Linked DNA regions of Mus musculus: all the other regions are linked to region 5. Evidence: chromatin contacts called from public Hi-C, HiCAR-type, HiChIP or PLAC-seq and promoter capture Hi-C data. All regions are on one chromosome and are shown on one strand. Each heading gives the region's core, a stretch centred on a gene start, on an enhancer-like site or on the middle of the called end of the contact. The rest is flanking DNA. Distances are from core to core; before and after follow the strand shown.

The links. Promoter capture Hi-C pulls out the DNA fragments that hold promoters and counts their contacts. A called contact is a pair of places that touch in the nucleus more often than the background predicts. HiCAR-type assays count read pairs that join an accessible place to other places. HiChIP or PLAC-seq counts read pairs in DNA pulled down with a chosen protein or histone mark.
Region 1: a contact with region 5 is called in a promoter capture Hi-C map of stem cell-derived epiblast-like cells, with 5 times the contacts expected there. The contact joins the enhancer-like site here to the promoter of Cd83 in region 5. A contact is called at or near these places in 6 of 39 promoter capture datasets (the C10 cell line, embryonic stem cells, hippocampal neurons and 2 more), 3 of 484 Hi-C or Micro-C datasets (cortical neurons, muscle stem cells and myocytes), 3 of 115 datasets of contacts at active chromatin or transcription factors (neural tube, stem cell-derived neural progenitor cells and thymic regulatory T cells) and 2 of 9 other capture datasets (embryonic stem cells and liver).
Region 2: a contact with region 5 is called in a promoter capture Hi-C map of liver, with 3 times the contacts expected there. The contact joins the promoter of Ranbp9 here to the promoter of Cd83 in region 5. A contact is called at or near these places in 2 of 39 promoter capture datasets (hippocampal neurons and liver), 1 of 484 Hi-C or Micro-C datasets (CD4 T cells) and 2 of 115 datasets of contacts at active chromatin or transcription factors (CD8 T cells and bone marrow-derived dendritic cells).
Region 3: a contact with region 5 is called in a Hi-C map of Sertoli cells, with 2.8 times the contacts expected there. The contact joins the enhancer-like site here to the promoter of Cd83 in region 5. A contact is called at or near these places in 3 of 39 promoter capture datasets (embryonic stem cells, hippocampal neurons and liver), 3 of 484 Hi-C or Micro-C datasets (Sertoli cells and cortical neurons) and 1 of 115 datasets of contacts at active chromatin or transcription factors (CD8 T cells).
Region 4: a HiCAR-type map of fibro-adipogenic progenitors shows a contact between it and region 5, with 6 times the contacts expected there. The contact joins the enhancer-like site here to the promoter of Cd83 in region 5. A contact is called at or near these places in 7 of 39 promoter capture datasets (embryonic stem cells, hippocampal neurons, liver and 2 more) and 2 of 115 datasets of contacts at active chromatin or transcription factors (embryonic stem cells and fibro-adipogenic progenitors).
Region 6: an H3K27ac HiChIP or PLAC-seq map of microglia shows a contact between it and region 5, with 7 times the contacts expected there. The contact joins the promoter of Nol7 here to the promoter of Cd83 in region 5. A contact is called at or near these places in 3 of 115 datasets of contacts at active chromatin or transcription factors (memory CD8 T cells, microglia and thymic regulatory T cells).

The regions. Positions count from the first base shown.
Region 1 is chr13:44,292,510-44,295,263 of GRCm38.p6, forward strand. No RefSeq gene overlaps it. Among named protein-coding and RNA genes, the nearest start is that of Gm29676, 34 kb to the left of the region's middle. Within about 2 kb of position 1,467, at least 53 of the 459 cell types and tissues checked have an H3K27ac peak or open chromatin away from gene starts, as enhancers often do. A contact at or near this core is called in hippocampal neurons, where this site is marked.
Region 2 is chr13:43,479,513-43,482,251 of GRCm38.p6, forward strand. It overlaps Ranbp9 (RAN binding protein 9), which reads right to left and starts at 1,461. Exons shown (of 14, transcript NM_019930.2): 1 at 900-1,461. The coding sequence starts at 1,416.
Region 3 is chr13:44,084,195-44,087,268 of GRCm38.p6, forward strand. No RefSeq gene overlaps it. Among named protein-coding and RNA genes, the nearest start is that of Gm33630, 14 kb to the right of the region's middle. Within about 2 kb of position 1,672, at least 37 of the 459 cell types and tissues checked have an H3K27ac peak or open chromatin away from gene starts, as enhancers often do. A contact at or near this core is called in Sertoli cells, cortical neurons and hippocampal neurons, where this site is marked.
Region 4 is chr13:44,158,688-44,161,387 of GRCm38.p6, forward strand. No RefSeq gene overlaps it. Among named protein-coding and RNA genes, the nearest start is that of Gm33684, 9.4 kb to the left of the region's middle. Within about 2 kb of position 1,399, at least 7 of the 459 cell types and tissues checked have an H3K27ac peak or open chromatin away from gene starts, as enhancers often do. A contact at or near this core is called in fibro-adipogenic progenitors, where this site is marked.
Region 5 is chr13:43,783,792-43,786,718 of GRCm38.p6, forward strand. Cd83 (CD83 antigen) reads left to right here and starts at 1,321. Exons shown (of 5, transcript NM_009856.3): 1 at 1,321-1,459; 2 at 1,555-1,676. The coding sequence starts at 1,423.
Region 6 is chr13:43,397,034-43,399,842 of GRCm38.p6, forward strand. It overlaps Nol7 (nucleolar protein 7), which reads left to right and starts at 1,343. Exons shown (of 8, transcript NM_023554.2): 1 at 1,343-1,625; 2 at 1,702-1,762; 3 at 2,478-2,536. The coding sequence starts at 1,372.

The DNA of each region.
Region 1 (2,754 bases), core at 217-2,716, 510 kb after region 5:
TTCTGTGCTGTTGTTCTGAGGCTGATGCTGTGCCGTAGAAAGGAGCAGGTCTAAAATCACTGTGGCTACTATTTAACCTCAAGGCAATGCCCAGAATACCCAGATACCCCTGCAAGAATCACCACAGGAAGAAACGTTACATTTGTCACATGCATCCAATGTGACCTTGGGTCTCAGTGACCTCATCTTTCTCAAACTATTTTCCTGTACTTTCAGTTTCTCTTGAAGGAAACGCTGACATATCTGAATTACCGACATCCCTAGCTTGTGCTCTGGGAACATTATTAAGTAAAATAAGACTCATTTGAGCTCAGGCTCTGCAGCACCTAGAGTGTGAATGTGAGAACAGAGGCAGCTACCCAATGGCAATCAGGCAGGAAGCTCACACAGAGAGGGTACACTGAGCAAAGGAGACTTCCTGTCTCAGGCAGGACACGTGGGATTTTTGTTATGCTGCTCAATAAATGCACAATACAAAGCTGATGAATTGAGCCGGGCATGGTGCATACCTTTAATCCCAGCACTGAGAGGCTGAGGCAGGAGAAGCTCTGAGTTCAAGGCCAGCCTGTTCCACAGAGCAAGTTCCAGGACAGCTAGAGCAACGCAGAGAAACCCTGTCTCAAAGAGAAAAAGAAAGAGAGAGGGAGAGAGAGAAAGAGAGAGAAGGAGGAGGAGGAAGAAGAAAAGGAGGAGAGGAGGAAAGGGGAGGGGAGAGGAGGGGAGGGGAGGGGAGGGGAGGGGAGGAGAGGAGAGGAGAGGAGAGGAGAGGAGAGGAGAGGAGAGGAGAGGAGAGGAGAGGAGAGGAGAGGAGAGGAGAGGAGAGGAGAGGAGAGGAGAAAAAGCTTACAAGTTGATCCTGGGGGGTATAGATCTGGGGTTGAATGCCTGGCATTCACTAGACCCAGAATATGATCCCTATCAATGTGAAATAAAAAAAAAATTTTTTTAGTTCTTTCTAGAATTTTCCATTATTGGACTATGAATGATGGAGAAGGACTGGATTTTTTTTTCTGTAATTGCTCTAATAAAATGGGGCATGGTATCTGCCTCATTCTTGTCTCCACAGATATAGGAGTAAGCCCTTAGTGGTGGAATATTACCCAGTGCTCACAGGTTTAGAATCCAAGAAGATAGCCAAATTCTCAATTAGAATAACTCATTGTGGGTCTGTTCATGTTAAAGACAGCCAACCTTTATATTGTCAGGACTCATAAAAACAGGGTGAATTTCACTTTAAACAACAACAAAATCCCCACTCTCACTTAATCTAATGTATTGGGAGGAACATTTTCCCAACTTCCATTTGAGTTTAAAGGGCCTCATCCAAGCTGCTTCGGTTTCCTGCTCTCAACAGGGTAAGATCCAAAATACACAAGAACTGTCAAGCGAGCCAGGAAAATCACGTGCCCGCTCCTACAGTCTACCAAGCTGCCATTAGCAACAAGCTTTACTGCACGGGCTCGCCGACACCTCCCTCCCCTTCCCCATGGCTCGTTTCCACAGCTCTGCCTTCTCTAGCATGCCAGGTCAGTATTGAGGAGGAACCCAAACCACAAAGGACCAAAAAGCAAATATTTTTGCCCAGAGCTAATGTAACAAATTACACGCAAGATCTAAACTGCAAGAACCTTTTAAACGATGCGAGTCTACCCAAACATACAGCATCCCATTTGCCAAGACTTAAAAATTAAATTAAATCTCAGTGGAGGACCCCTCGGGGATTTATAGAACTAGGATTCTGGTCTCAACAGGGCTACAACGCTGGCTTTCTGTTGCCAGTCAATGTCCTGCATACATAAGAAACGAGCACATACGGGGCACACACAGCTTCATGCAAGACAGGTTTCTGTGCATGATCAGAGACTCATTTGCAATGGCTTCCAGCAAGTGCTCAGTTGCAGTCTGGAATGGTGCGTTCCGACTGCCACCTTGACTAAGTTGACATCACCGAGGGGGTACATCTTTGGTCATGTCAATGAGGACGTTTCCAGAAAGATCTAACTGAGGAAGGAAGGCCCACCCTAAGCTGGGCAACACCATGCCGTTGGCTGGAATCCCAAGACAAGAAAAGGGAAAAAGGAGAAAGCCAGCCAAGTTCCACTGTAGAGGGTGGTTCTGATGTTAAGATCCTATTCCCCAATTGGTTCGTGAATGATCAATAAAGATGCTCGGGGCTAATTGCTGGGCAGAAGGAAAGAGGCAGGACTTCTGGGTCCCCAGAGGCAGGTTAAGAGTCACTGGGGAGGAAGGGAGAATTTGGCTATGCTTCAGAAGGAGAAAAGGTGACACAGAGACTGTAGGCTGCTTCTCCAGGGAGGAGGTTAGAAACATTACTAAGCTGAGGGCAGATTTAGGATGCTGAGCTGGGACTAAAGTTAACTGAGCAATTGTGTGTCTGTGTGTGTCTGTGTGTGTCTGTGTGTGTCTGTGTGTGTCTGTGTCTGTGTTTCATCCACAGATCTGAAAGAACCTGGGTGGAGCCAGTAGAGTGGTCTGCCTGGGGCTTAAAGCAGGGTAGCAAAAACTGCATGCTACAGTCCACCATTCAGACCTCTTCTTCCACTCAGATGTAAGGCGTCCTGGCTACTTGCTTCTGTTATCACAGAGCCACCCACCACTGTGCTTTCCTGCCCTGATAGTCAAGAAGTTCTCAAACAATGGACTAAAAGCAACTCTTCCTGCCATGGATTGCTTCTGGTCAGGAACTTGGTCATAGTGACCAGCCAGTCAAGTAGCTAATACGGCTTTGCTGTG
Region 2 (2,739 bases), core at 211-2,710, 300 kb before region 5:
ATCAAAATGAGCCTGCTTAGAATGTAAAATCCTCTGCTTTAGATTTAGGGCCTAAAACACCGACTGTGTTCAAACTGATACCACTGCATTTTTTTCTTTGCCCCTTCCACACAGCTAAACTTGACGTATGCCATTAATCTGAGCTACATTTCAAAAACCCCTTACTGGCATTTATAATCTTCTATACAACCAGTTTGCTTAAAGCTTTGTTTTAACCTAGGAAAAAGTGGGGATGGGAGAAAGCAGCAGCCTAAGGTGGTTAACTTTGTTAACTGCAGGTGCAAAATATAAGCCAGTTTTGGTTTTTTTTTTTTTGTTTTTTGTTTTTGAAAATGCTAATCGGTATGTTTTAAAACCCTTGTTTTCAACAAAACTTCATGTAACACCAACCCGGAAACACGGGGCATTTCCAATCCGGAGGGGGGGGGGGTCTGCTCCCCGAAGAAAACAGGGAATCCTGAGGTTCCTCTCCCAGTTGCTTTCAGTAAGGTGCAATGATGGCCAACTTGGGCCCCTTGTCCTTTTGTCCCCCTAGACAATCTCTGGCCTAATTTGGGACAAATCCTCCACTGATCACGCCTCCCTCCCCCTCCTGTGGATCTCTGTTCTCCCTTAATTAGAAACTGTACCTCGGAATCGTGCCTCTCACCCCTGCTGCGTAAGAGGAGATGGCCTGACCCTCCACCTGGAGAACAATGTAACCCAACTCCGGCCCATAGATTTATCTCCAGGAAATCAGAAGGTGCGATGTGTCTGGTCATCCCGGATTCCCTCAAAGCGTCCAGCTCCGGGCCTAGGGATCCCAGCTCCTTCCCACCTGGGACCCCACTCTCACCTTCCCTCGCCCAGAGCCTCGCCCCGCACCGTCCGATCTCTCCGCCGGACCCCGCGCCCCGTACCTTTGTAGTGCACCCGCAGGTTGTTCTGCGAGAGGCCGATGTAGCTGAACTTGTCCTTCGGGCTCCAGGACCGGGGCAGCGGCGTCTCCTGCTCATCCACAGCCGGGTAGAGGCGCTTCAGCCGCCTCTGCAGCTCCTTCTCCTGCTCGTTGAGGGCCGAGTCGCCGTGCGGGAAAGGGGCAGCGGCGCTGCTGCCCGCCGCCAGGCCCGGGACCGGGACGCCTGCGGCCGGGCCGGGGCCCACCGCCAGGCCGGGCGGCGCGGTGGCGGGGGCGGCCGCCGAGGCGGGGGGCGGCGGCGCGGCGGTGGCCGGGGGAGGCGGCGGCGGCGGCGGCGGGTGGAGCAGCAGGGCGGCCGCTGCGGCCCCCAAGCCTCCACCGGGCGAGCCGGCCGGGGAGGAGCCGGCGCTGGCGGCCGCGGCCGCGGGCAGGGCGACTCCGGAGCCCGGGGCCCCGGCGGCGGGCGGCGGCGGCGGCGGCTGCTGTTGCGGCGGCGGTGGCGGCGGCTGCCCGGACATCCCGGCCGCGACTCAGCCTGCGGCACCTCCACTCGTCCCTGCTTCCTCCTGCGCTTCCCGGGGGCGCTGTCGCTGCGGCCGCCGGCACCAGGCGCCCAGAGTCCGCCCGCCCCGGAAGCAGGCGGCGGGCCGCGCGGCCCGGCGGAGCGCGGCGGTTGAGGAGACCGACCGCGGGCGGGCGCGAGGGAGCGTTGGCCAGGCGCTGGCGGGCACGCGACCGGGAGCGATGCGGTGGGACAGCGAGGGGAGCGGGCGGAAGGGCGCGCGGCCCTGGGCGACGCGGTGAAGCGGGGAAGAGAGACTGCGAGGAGGTGCGAGCGGCCGCGGCGGCCGCTGCTCTCGCGGCTGTTTCCCGGCGGGCGAGCGAGCGGGCGGGCGGCGCGAGACGCTGCGCGCGGGCGGCGCCAGGCGAGGAGGCGGGCCGCGGCGCGAGGGGCGGGCCTGGTGCGCGCGCGGACGGCCTTCTCCGCGGCCTGGGGCTCGCCGGCGCGGGCGAGGACGCGGGCGCGGGTTCGGCCGCGGGCCTCCGGTGGCTGCGGGATCCTAGCTGCGCCGACCGGCGGCCTCGTCGCGTCTCGACGGGCCGTCCCCCTCAGCCGCCGGGAGGCCGCAGCGCGCCCAGGCGAGAGCAATCGAGCCCTGCTGCGCCGCCGGGAGCTGAGCCCGGGGTTTCTAACGCCTTACCGCCTAGCTAGCGGGTCAATAAAGGGCCCTTGGAAACCATTTCTGAAGGCGAAGTCTCCCGCTTCATGAGTGACCCTCTCGTTAATTAATTAATTTATGAGGAGTCCGAGTGAACTTAATGGGGGAGAAACAGCCACGTTAGGAATACCAATCAAGACGGGCAGATCGTCAAAGGGCAGGAATGCGAACTGTGTGAGCGTTTAGGAAGGGCTTCTGGAGACAGACGTCAAAACATTTTATAAGCTCATTAATTCTCATCATAGGCCTCTTTGTTAGGTAGCAGAGAATTATGCCCATTTTTTTTTAAACATGGAAATATTTACTGAGGTCAGCAGAGTTTTAAAAAAGGAGACTTCCTACTTTGCAATTCTCAGTAGAGTGCTTGGTCAACCCGTGTGGCACAATTTGCCAAGTGTTGCTCTCTGACCCCCACATAGCATTACTAGTCTGTTTTCGGCACTTCCCTTTGTTTAACCTACCCTTTCCTTAGCCCGGCAAAAATCAGGCTTCACTCCCATAATCTACATGGTACAGATTCCGATGCTGTGTTAGCTTCCGGAGATGATATGCTGGCTCTGATTGGACCGTATAAGCATGGAATGGTTGGTTAATAGAGAACTAGTTATTTTGTTTTTGAAG
Region 3 (3,074 bases), core at 422-2,921, 300 kb after region 5:
TGATGATTCCAATGGAAGAGGCAAGGTGCTAAAGTGGGCACAGCAATCGAGGGACTTATGAGGTAGATTACTGGATGGAAGGACTGTTCTTGAAAGTGTGAATGAACAGTGTTTAAAGTGACAGAAAATATAAACAGAAATCAAAGAACTTTAGAGAAGAGTGTAGAAGAGTCAATATTCAGATTATTAGATGCTGGAAAGAGAGAGGTGGAGAAAAGGGAGATTTTGTTGAAGAGAAATGAGAGAAAAGAATGGCCTTAACCACCCTGTGACCTGACAGACAAGGGTGGGTTTCAGCACCTGCCACATCAACCTCTCCCACCCCTGATACTGGAGGAATTTGCTAAGAAAACCACCATCCCTGCTGGCCTCACCTTAGGACATTTCTCTGTTCAAATAGACATGTGCCAACAGCAGGTGCATGTGTGCATGTGTGGTGTGTGTGGGTGCATGTGGATATGTATGTATGTATGTGTATGTGTGTGTGCAAGGAGCAATGGATCATAGAATAATAAAGGAATACAAAGGAATAAGGAAAGGGAGGCAAAAAGAAGAGTACCAGAGAGTCAAACTGGCCTCCTTGCCAGGACATCATAGCTAAATGGGCAGGGGGTAGGGGTGTCATTGTAGAACTCAAGAGGAATGTGTGCTTCTAGATCTAGATGAGGCTAGAGAACGAAAACCCAGTTGCCACCTGATCCTGTAAGGCACCTTTTATGGGAACACAATCATGCCCACAATCATGCCCACCTACTCACCAGCTGCCCTGGCTGCTTTTGCCCCATGGCACAGGCAAGTAACTGCACCGGAGGATCACAGGTTATGTACTGCTTGGCACTTTCCAGAGTATATTACCTGACTGTCAACCTAGGTGGATGCTTCTCAGTCAACATATGTGAGGACATTTTAACCCATATCTTTCACCCCATCACACTCAAACAAGACTTTTCATCTGTCCTCTATCTCATGTCTGTCCATCACTGGTTTCTAGTCAGAATTCATCTTCCACGAATGTGACTCCGCTGAGTTGCTCAGCTTCTGAGTTTGTATGTGAATGATCAGCAAGGCCATCTCACGTCTCTGCGTCCTCAGAGGTGCCATCTCTTATAAAAAGAAATAGAACTTGACCTTTATGGTAGCCTGACAGAGTGATGAAACCAGGATCCACAAACTATGGACTCATACCCCTGCCTCACATGGCATTCATAAGATCCTGAACTTGCAGAAAGCAAACAGAGACCATAGAATGAAGGAGAAAACATAAATCACCTCTATAGCTGGGACTGGGTTAAAGCAAAGCTGTCTTCAAGACAACTGGTCAACCACTGCGCAGTTGAGTCCTTTGCTTCATCCTTGTGTTCCCTTCTTCAACAGTGCACCCTGAGACAAAAGGAGGTGACTCCCCTCCTGCAGAGGATGATGGCTTGGCTGGAGTGTTTGCTTTGCTGGCATGCTTTTGCTCCTTTCCAGCTAGCTGAGCTCACGAATCACTCGTGCTCATTTGCAAAGCCCATATGTGAGACAAAGGCCAGACAGTTTGACTCAGGGTAGAAGGAGGGAGTAAAGAGAGGGAGGTGTGGAGGTCAGGGATGCCTGACCAGACTGAGACATCATCACATTAGGTCACTGTTTATAGAGAGAGTTAGAATTAAACAAAGGACTGTCTTCTAGGCTTTTTGACCTTGGACGTGGCTCTGTGTTTCATTCCTGGAATGCCATGCAATAAACATCACAGAGCACATGATGTCACATTCCCGGAGAAGCCAGGGAGTATTGCTAGCCTTGAGTTCTAGGCTCTGCCACATGATGATGTGAATAGGCAGTATTCTTCCCTCTAGCTTTTTCTTGTTAGCATATCTTCTGGTTTTGTCTCTTTAATGTATTCCCACACTTGTATCCGGGAGGCATTCTTATCTCTTGAGAATTACCCCACAGTGGGGTTCTCTGTTTCCATTTGGCCAACAGCATAAAACTCAAAGCTCTCTACACTACAATGACTTACCGTTCATCCTCCCTCCAGCAACCCCTTAGCTCACATTCCCACAGAGACAGCATCATTATGATAAAAAAGCAAATGCCCTTGTCACCTCTCTGCAGACAAGAGAGCAGGGTGTGGCGAAGCATCCTCAAGGTGGTTCAGGGACTTGCCAAAGGTCACAGAGCAAGGAGACTGCTAAGAGAACATAAAGCTTGCAATCCCATGAGTTTCCCATTACACCACAGCTGCCCTGCTGATCTCTCCCATCTGCCACGGAATTTTCAAGAAGAGCGGAGGCCCTTCATGACGCATCTCCCCATACTCCCCACATTTAAGTGACTGTTACAATGGAGGCTCTAGGGAGGCATGGGCTGCTTCTGTTCCTCAAGCCCAGGTGTGTGACCTCAGTGCTCACCCTACAATTGACACTCAGCAAATTCACACTGGAAGCTTGTCTATCTGTTAATCAGCTCTCTGTTTGACTTATTCTCCCAGTTAGCCTTGAAGTTGTTTGAAGGAACCAGTAGTGATCTTTTTCCCTTAATACAGGGCCAAGCTAATACCCTCAGCCATTGCCTCCAAGAAATTGAAATGGAAATAAAATACAGAGTTGGAGATGCACCCACCCGATCCACTGAGCATCATTCTCTCCATGGCTTTGGCCTCCCTACTGTCAAAATAGATCCTTTCATGCTTCAGCATGGTTGACTCCATTGTTGACATTCCAGCTCCCTCAGCAGTCCCATCTGGCAGTCAGATTCTATATCTGTGTTTTTAAATAAGCCAGAAAACACTCATCTCGCCTGCTCCAAATTAGTTTTTTCTTCCATGCCTTTTCTGTCTCCTGGCCTGGTGCCAGTCTCCCCTTCCTTTAGAATTAGGAGACAGTGCTGTGAGTCATATGTCCTCACCTTGTTAGCTCGTCTCTTCTGGGGACTGATTCTCTTGGGGTAGCTCCTACACACGCCACACTTTCTTCTTCATCATCTCCAGGTTGTTAGTGTCATGGCCGGGAAGGGGGATGGGGGGGGGGGAACAGGCTACCTTGTCACATGAGTCCTCTGTTAAGGTGATAGAAGGAAACAGTTTCTTGGCC
Region 4 (2,700 bases), core at 149-2,648, 370 kb after region 5:
CTGGAGGAAACAGCCAACCTCTGTACTCAGAGTGTCACTGATTTTATTTATAAATTGTTATGATTACCGTCCATTGTGGTGATTCATGGCTGTAATCTTAATTCTTAGACTGAAGTGGAAAGACTGTCATGAGTTCAAGGTCAACTGAGGCTATACAGTTTAGACCACCTGACCTACATAGTAAGACCTTAACAAACAAACAAACAAACAAACAAAATGAAACAAACAAACAAGCAAGCAAAAGCAAAATAAAAAACCCAAAGACCAGCAACAACAAAAAACCCTAATTCTAACAAAAACATCATGAAAATCGAGTAGCAGAACATCTACACAACAGCAATGTTACACACACACACAAACACAGAGAGAGAGAGAGATTTCATATATATACATATTTATGATGAACTTTGATTTATCAATCAAGTATAACAAGAGTTACAATAACTAACAATGAAATAGAACCATTATGATAATGCACTGCAATAAAATTTACTACAGTTTGTGGATTCTTTATTTCTGGAATTTTCCACTTAATATTTTAGGGCTGGAATTGAACATGGGCAACGGAAGCCCTGGAAAGTAAAAGCAAAGGCAAGCGTGAAGTGCCGGGAGACAGAAGCTGGAGCTTCTCTGCACAGTTCTGAACTGAGACAGTTCCAGGTCCAGGAAGCAGCCTGATGGACACATTCTTGCCCACAAGGCATCTAGATGCTTGTGTTAGGCTTATGTGTCTGAGGCTGCTCAGCACCTGGGAACTCAGCTCTGGATTCTGAACCTTGACATCCTCTCCTCCCAGCTACATTGTTCCTAGACCTCACCCTGGACCACTCAGCTCAGTGAGCAAGAGCATCCCACAGGCTGCCACTCCCATCCATGCCTTTGATCCATCTGACGGAACAGCTACTGGTGCCTGTGGCTCTTTTGCTCTATGTTGCCAGAGCCAACTAACCAGTGCTAGGCTGCAGGAAGCCAAAAATAGCCACACTGGACAGTCATGGGTAGAGCGTTAAACACCCTAGTGGCCCATTTGCAAAAAAAGAGAAAATGGGTGAAATTGATCAGAAAGATGCGTTCTGTGCAACCTAATATATTAAAAATGCCACACTGACACATGATAGTGTTAAGAGCTTTTCCATCAAGGCATTTCAAAATGTACTTAGGTTTGGATATGCATGTGTGTGTTCATGTACGTGCATGTGCACATGTTTATGTAGGCAAGAGGTCAGCCTTGAGTGTTTTTCTTCAGAATTATATCTATCTTGGTTTTTGAGACTCTTTGATTCATCCAGGCTGGCTGGTCAGAGATCCCCTGGGAGTCTCTGCTTTCCCAACACTGAGATTATCAAGGAGTATTAGCACATCTGGATTTAAAAAAAAAAAAAAAGAAAAGAAAAAACAACTGGGGACAAAGCTTACACAGCCAGCAAATTACTGAGTCATCTCCCCAACTCAGTGTTAAAGTTACTCATGAGAGACATTACTTTTCTTTGGTCTGTCTTCAAAATTTGGTTGTTTATACTCCATCGTATTTGATTTGGGCTAGTTCATCAACTGAACAGCCACACGTGTCTGATGGCTACCATATTGGACAGTGTAGATCTCAAGTGGTCTAAGAGTTTCAAGCGATCACTCGTAACTTAAAACTTAAGGAACTGTAAGAATTTAAAACACATTTCTCATGCTTTCCTTATGTTTTCAGTGGGACCCATAAATGAAAGCTCCAAAAAGTTATTTTCTCCCACTATATTGTTAATGAGCCCAATCTCCTTCCCTCATATGCACAGCTGTCTGCCTGGAAGACCCACTCTTTCCCTTTTCCCCAGTCACCTCAAAGGAATCTATTTTCCTCCCTAAAGTTTAAAAGGCAAATCTTCAGCAAACTGAAGCTAAAGCAAAGTAGCTTTCCTGAATCCGCTAGGCAGCTTGTCAGCTCCACCTGGGGCCTTGTCCATATCTTCCAACTACATTGTATCTGCTTCACAGCACTGCCCGGTCTCAACTGAATTTGTTTTATAGAGAAGGGGTATTTCTCATCTCTATTATACTAGTCACTTTTGCGTTACTATGACAAAATGCAAGGAGATAAGAAAATTTAAAGGAGGAAAGGTTTCTTTGGGCTCATGGTTTCAGTCTCTGACTGCCTGATCCTGACACTTGAGACTTATGGTAAGGCTGTAAATCACAGTGGAGAGTGTGTTGGAGGAAGCTGCTCACCTCGTGACAGCTGGTAAGCAAAGAGAAAAAGAAGGAGCCAGAATCCCAATATCTTCTTCAAGGGTATGTCATCAACAACATAACTTCCTTCCACTGGGCCCAAGCTCCTAAAAGTTCTACCACCTCTCAACAGTGCCACAAGTGGATCCAAACTGAAGCGTCTGTAGACCCAATACCTAACACAGGGATGGATGCTCACAACCTGAAAGTTTAGTTCCCTGGATAGAATGGTCCAAGAAAGAAGCAAAGTGAGACATACCAGCCAAGACCAAAGCCATGATATGATTGTAGCCTAAGCTTAGAAGGGGGTTCACCATCACTTTCTCAACATTCTGCTTGTCATAGATCACCCTGGTTTGGGCATCTCTATATGGTAGATGCCAACAGAGGTCTCTTAGAGGCTGGTTATAGAATAAGGAATGGAACACAGAAATTCTAGACAAGAGAATGTAAGTTTCAAATTTAGAATCTTGATATCCTGTCCAA
Region 5 (2,927 bases), core at 71-2,570:
TATGTACATGTGATGTATATGTATATATGTACATGTATACGTGCATATGATGTATATATGATGTATAATGATTATATGATGTATATATGTATATTTGCATATGCATATGTGTATATATATGTATATATGTAATATATATGAGAGATTGAGAGAGAACATGAACTTGGGAGGGAGATGGAGGGAGGGATCTGGGAGGAGTTGGAGTTGGGGAGGTGGGGGGTGGACTTGGTAAAAACAAAATGCCTTCATATCTGAAGGAAAAAATAATAAAGTAAAAAAGCCATCCAAGTGCCCAACACTACCTAATGGGCTCTAATTTGTGGCCCAATGGAATATGGCACAGCCACCAAGCAGTTGCTGAAACTATTTTTAGTATTGTGAAACTGCTCGTAAACTGTTAAACTAAGCTAACACAGGATGAAAAAGATAATGGGAAGGGAACAGTATTAGAATGCTGTATAAGGGTACAGACATAGAATAGTCAGTACACCAAAATGTTAAGTGGGGTTGCTTCTGGGAATTAGAGGTGATTTGATCTATTTAAAAGAAAAATCTAATTTGAGATGGCCATACACTTCTGGATGTGGGCGTCCACTGGAGAATGATTGACCTGTGGGGGGAGGGTGGTCTCCCTCCTCCATAGCCGCCAACTATCCATAGCTCCCCAGTTAGGGGTGGGCAATTGTGAATCCCTTCCCCCAGTATGCTGAAAGGTTGCCTGCCTTGAGCATGTGAAAATCATCACTGCTCCTGTGACTTCAGAGTCATGTCCAGCAGACACCGTTCTCCTTCCAGATCTCTGGCACTTAAAATCTTTCTGTCCTGTCTTCCCCCTGGTCCCTGAGCCTTGGGGAGCAGATGCAAAGCAGATGGACTCAAGATTCTTTTAGACATTGTTTTCTAAAAGACTTATGAGCATGTGTGTAATTAATGCTTTAGTATAAAAAGATCTCCCTTGCTCAAACAACGTAAACAAGGCCGAGCGATAACCCGAAAGAAGGCAGCAAGCCAAGGACTGCAGGCGTTTGCCACTTCTCAGGAAGCCTAGGGTGTCTGTCCCTATCACAAAATCTGGAGAGTAGCAGGTCGCCACAGCCCTGGGTTTCAGAGGAAGCTGCCCACCCTATCTGAATCTGCATGACCCACTCGATGGGTTTGAGGGTCATCTAGCTGGGGTGGCGCGTGCCATCGCGGCTTCCGAAGCCTCAGGGCGCGGGGCGGTTCCGCGGAGCTGCTTGTTGCCGCTGGCCAGCCGCAGCAGCAACGCGGACTTGGGGACGCGCGCGGGGCGGGGACCAGGCTACCCGCCTCCTCCGACTGGGGAGTCCCCGGGGCCGGCGCGCGGGGAAGTCCCAAGCGCGGGTACAAGAGCACGGCGCGCGCCCAGGGGGCCGGCCCGGACAGTGTCGCAGCGCTCCAGCCATGTCGCAAGGCCTCCAGCTCCTGTTTCTAGGCTGCGGTACGGCCCCCAAGCCCGATCGCTCGGTGCTACCCGCGACCCCGCCTCGGTGGCCTTGCTTACGCCGCTCTGTTTCTCCCCCCTCTCTCTTGTAGCCTGCAGCCTGGCACCCGCGATGGCGATGCGGGAGGTGACGGTGGCTTGCTCCGAGACCGCCGACTTGCCTTGCACAGCGCCCTGGGACCCGCAGCTCTCCTATGCAGTGTCCTGGGCCAAGGTAAGCTCCACTGGGGTTTGCGCGGTCCCTTGCAGGGACAGTGGAAACAGGCACGTGAGAGACCGGGTCTCCAGGGGCCCTGGATTGGGCACTCCAACCATTCTGATACCCCATTTTCTCCCACCTCCCTTCATCCGCATCCATGGCCCACGCTCCCTTATGTTAGGATACAGATCATGATCAAAAGCGGCTTGGCGTGAATGATCCCACCAGAGGTTTCCAAGGGATTGGATCCATGTTACAGGGCACCTGTGGGTGCAGCCAGAGAGCTGCAGTGAAAGCAACATGGGCCTAGATTTGGGCATGGGACCGGGAGCATGTCCCTAGACTCCTGATTTCTTGTGCCTTGTGACCATGGCACCATCTCAAAGAGGGTCTCAGGTGGCTTAGGCTGGCCACAAGAGGTAGTTAGGAGCGATCATCTCTTTTCAGCTAAGGCTCGCTATTGGCTCGTCTGCCACCTTGCTTCTTCATGGAAGCCTCTGAGGGGTCGGGTCTGGCCAAGAATGAAGATTTCCTTAGAAATGTGCTGGAGCCCGAGGCCCAAACAGGAGAGACCGCATCTCTGCTTCTGTGGTGGGAAATTGAGTTGCACGCAGCAAGACATTTGAAAGGTTTCCTTTCAGTGAGAGCCCTCAGACTCCAACATTGTAATTCCTCTGGTATTTTAAAGCCCAGCTGCTGTAATTTAATAGAGCCGGCCTTTGCACCTCGGCTTTCAGCGAGGTTCCTTTGCACCTCGGCTTTCAGCGAGGTTCTGAGAGAGGCCACCTCCATCTGAAGGCAACATGAATTAAATCCCCCCCGGGGGTGGCTCTGAGGAGGAAGCCTCTGTATGCTCTCAGTTTTCAAGAAACACGGGACTGCCTTCTTCCCACAAAGAATGATGTTATGAGAAGTTTAAACGTGCGAGGCAGAATGGGAAGTGTGTGTGTGTATGTGTATGTGTGTGGTGGTGTGTTTACCCACTTTAGCCACTTGTCTGGCCTGGGGGGAAGGAGGGTGGCAGCTCAGCGGTGCAAGGCTTGCCCAACACACACAAAGTCCGAAGGTTTGAAATACTAAGCATCAAAGCAAAACCCAAACAACTCAACCAACTGAAGTGTTAATTCCCCAAAGATAATGACTTCCCTGTGCACTCTGCACTCTGCCCAGCGCCCAGGGTCCACCCTGTTACTGAATCTAAGTTTGTGTCAGGAAGGAGGTGATACCATGGAGATCTCAGGCCACTGCTGTGTAGAACAGTGTGTG
Region 6 (2,809 bases), core at 93-2,592, 390 kb before region 5:
ACAAAAAAAAGTGGTTGTGTGCTGCTTGACATAGGTACTAGAAACTGAACTAAGGTTCTCTGGAAGAGCAAGCAGTAAGTTGAAGTTCTCTTAACTGCCGAGCCGTCTCTCCTGCCCTCTGTGACACTTTAATGCGGCATCTACACGTATGGACCATCACATGCTTTTGGTAGGTTGTCACCGGGCTTCAGTTTAACCTCTCTCAATGCTAGTTACTGTAGGGGTCTGCTGATGCAAACATTTGTTTTCTTGCAATAGGTTTCACTTTAGTTCAGGCTGGCCCAGACTTTAAGATGTTCTTGCTTCGGCTTCCCGAGTGCTGGGATTTCAGGCGTGCACTACTCTGCCGGACTCAGAGAATGTTTTTCATTTGTATTTTCTATCTGACCGAGCCCAGACGTTTCAGAGCCACCCTCCCCATCCTTCTCTGCCTACGATGTCTCTAGCAGTTCTTGTTTTGTTTTGTTTCTGAGACAGGGTTTCTCTGTGTAGCCTTGGCTTTCCTGGAACTCACTCCATAGACCAGGCTGGCCTAGACTCACAAGAGTTCCTCCTGCCTCTGCCCCGCACCACTAGGATGAAAGGCATGCACCACCACCTACAGGCCTTGTTTTGATCTTTTTATCCACACTTATTTGTTCTTTTTAAATTGGAAACTGCTTCTAAACAAGAGGGGGGGGGGGATAAGGTTTAGAAGTAGGAAGTATATATGTTAACTAACCATTTGTCGAACATATAGTGTGACATTAGAAATCAATGACTTTAGAATGGTAGAAGCAACAGCCAGGTGACTTGAGTATTTAGAGAATAGTGTAACTAAACATGCCATGGTCTCTGGGTGGGACGTTGAAAGTCAACCGTTCTGCGTAGGGGAACACATATCAGAGAGGACAGCTCATCCAAGTGCACGGATAGATTAGGGAATGAAGAATCATTTCCTACTGTATAGCTGGTAAAAGACATCACGTGGGCCATGTATTCCCAAAAAATATATGGGCAGAGGATTGCAAGGGTTGGAGGGGGTGGGGGTGGTGATGGGGGTGGGTCGTACACAATACATACAGGGATGCATCTCACAAGCAACGATGGTCATTTATTTCGTTATTTATTATACCCTTGCCTCTGTTCCATAGATCTAAGCAACCTGGGGGAGAAAAAAAAAAAAAAAAAAAAAAAAAGGCGGCGACACCTAGCAGCACGAAACCACGCCCTCTTACCCCCCCCCCCCGTCTCAGCCATGAAAAGCCCCGCCCTCCCGCGCACGCGCCTCAGCACGTTTCGCGGCCTCCGAACCAGCAGAGGGCGTAGAGAGCGCGCACCGCGCACGGCTGCTTCCGGGTCAAGGGTCAGACAGCCGCCTTTCCGTTTGCCATGGTGCAGCTCCGGCCCCGCTTGTCGCGTATTCCCGCGCCGGCTGAGGCGATGGTGGACGAGGACCAGGCGGCCTCGGAGGAGGAGGAGGCGGAGCACGGCCTGCTGCTCGCGCAGCCTAGCAGTGGCGCGGCCGCCGAGCCCCTGGACGAGGAGGAGGACGCGGACGACGAAGCCCCGGAGGAGCTGACTTTCGCCAGCGCCCAGGCGGAAGCCCGGGAGGAGGAGCTGCGCGTGCGCGCGAGTGCTCGCAGGTGCAGCGCCCGGGAATGTTGGCGCCTCGGGACTCCCCAGGCTCGGCCGGCGCTGACCCGACTCCTTTCCTTCCAGGGATAAAACGCTGTTGAAGGAGAAGAGGAAACGGCGCGAGGAGCTGTTCATCGAACAGAAGGTTGGACGCGGGACTTGTCGCTTATGTAAACTCGGCCGGGGCTAGAGTTCCCTTGCTAAAAGCTCCTTAAAGGATAGGGTACTGGAGAGGTGCAAGGGCCATTGGCGTTTCTTGGAGTCTGCCGTAATTCAAAGTAGGCGTGGAAGCACTGACACTCATCTATCCCTGACAGTAGGTCTTACAGGCTTCCAGAGGTGGTGAGGTTTGCTTGAGTTTTTAAAATTCTAGGCTGGAGCTAATGATTTCTTTTTTCGCACCCCAGAGATCTGATTTCGAGTGGCCATACCTAAATACCTTTCAGTTAGTAGCCGGGATACTTGAACGTTGAGCTACTTTGGGTAAAATGACAGGGAATGTATTGGGCTTTCTTTTCTTTTCTTTTTTTTTTTTTTTTTTTTTTTTTTCTTCCGAGACAGGGTTTCTCTGTATAGCCCTGGCTGTCCTGGAACTCACTTTGTAGACCAGGCTGGCCTCGAACTCAGAAATCCGCCTGCCTCTGCCTCCTGAGTGCTGGGATTAAAGGCGTGCGCCACCATGTCCGGCCTGTATTGGGCTTTCTAAATCCAGTCTTAATGTTGTCGGTTTAGAGGCAGCAGGGACGTATTCACAGATTGGCCCGAATTCAGGACTGTTCGAAATGAGTAACGTTAGAAGTTATCTCCAGGCATACCTGTACCTCACTTTAACTTGTCATCAAATGTCTTTATCCCCAAAGAAAAGAAAGCTGCTTCCAGATGCTGTATTAGAGCAGCTAACTACAGCTTCAGAGGCCGAGTAAGTATTGCAGTTTCTACGTGCATAAAGTCTGTAGACCCTAAGAAATTCTCCCCAAACTTAAAAGCTACACAGTGCTTTTGGAGTTCCTCAACTTTGTCTAGCAAGATAGATGGTAAGTAAGTGACTGAGAACATTTAGTGTTGCAGCAGGAACTTAAACCCAGACTTTCCTTTAGCTTGCTCTACCTGCCGCCACCCCTTTCTCTGTTCCTCATTTCGTTTAGCAGCCGTGTTGCCAGTGCTTCAAACCCAAAGCTTGAGTTTACGCCCT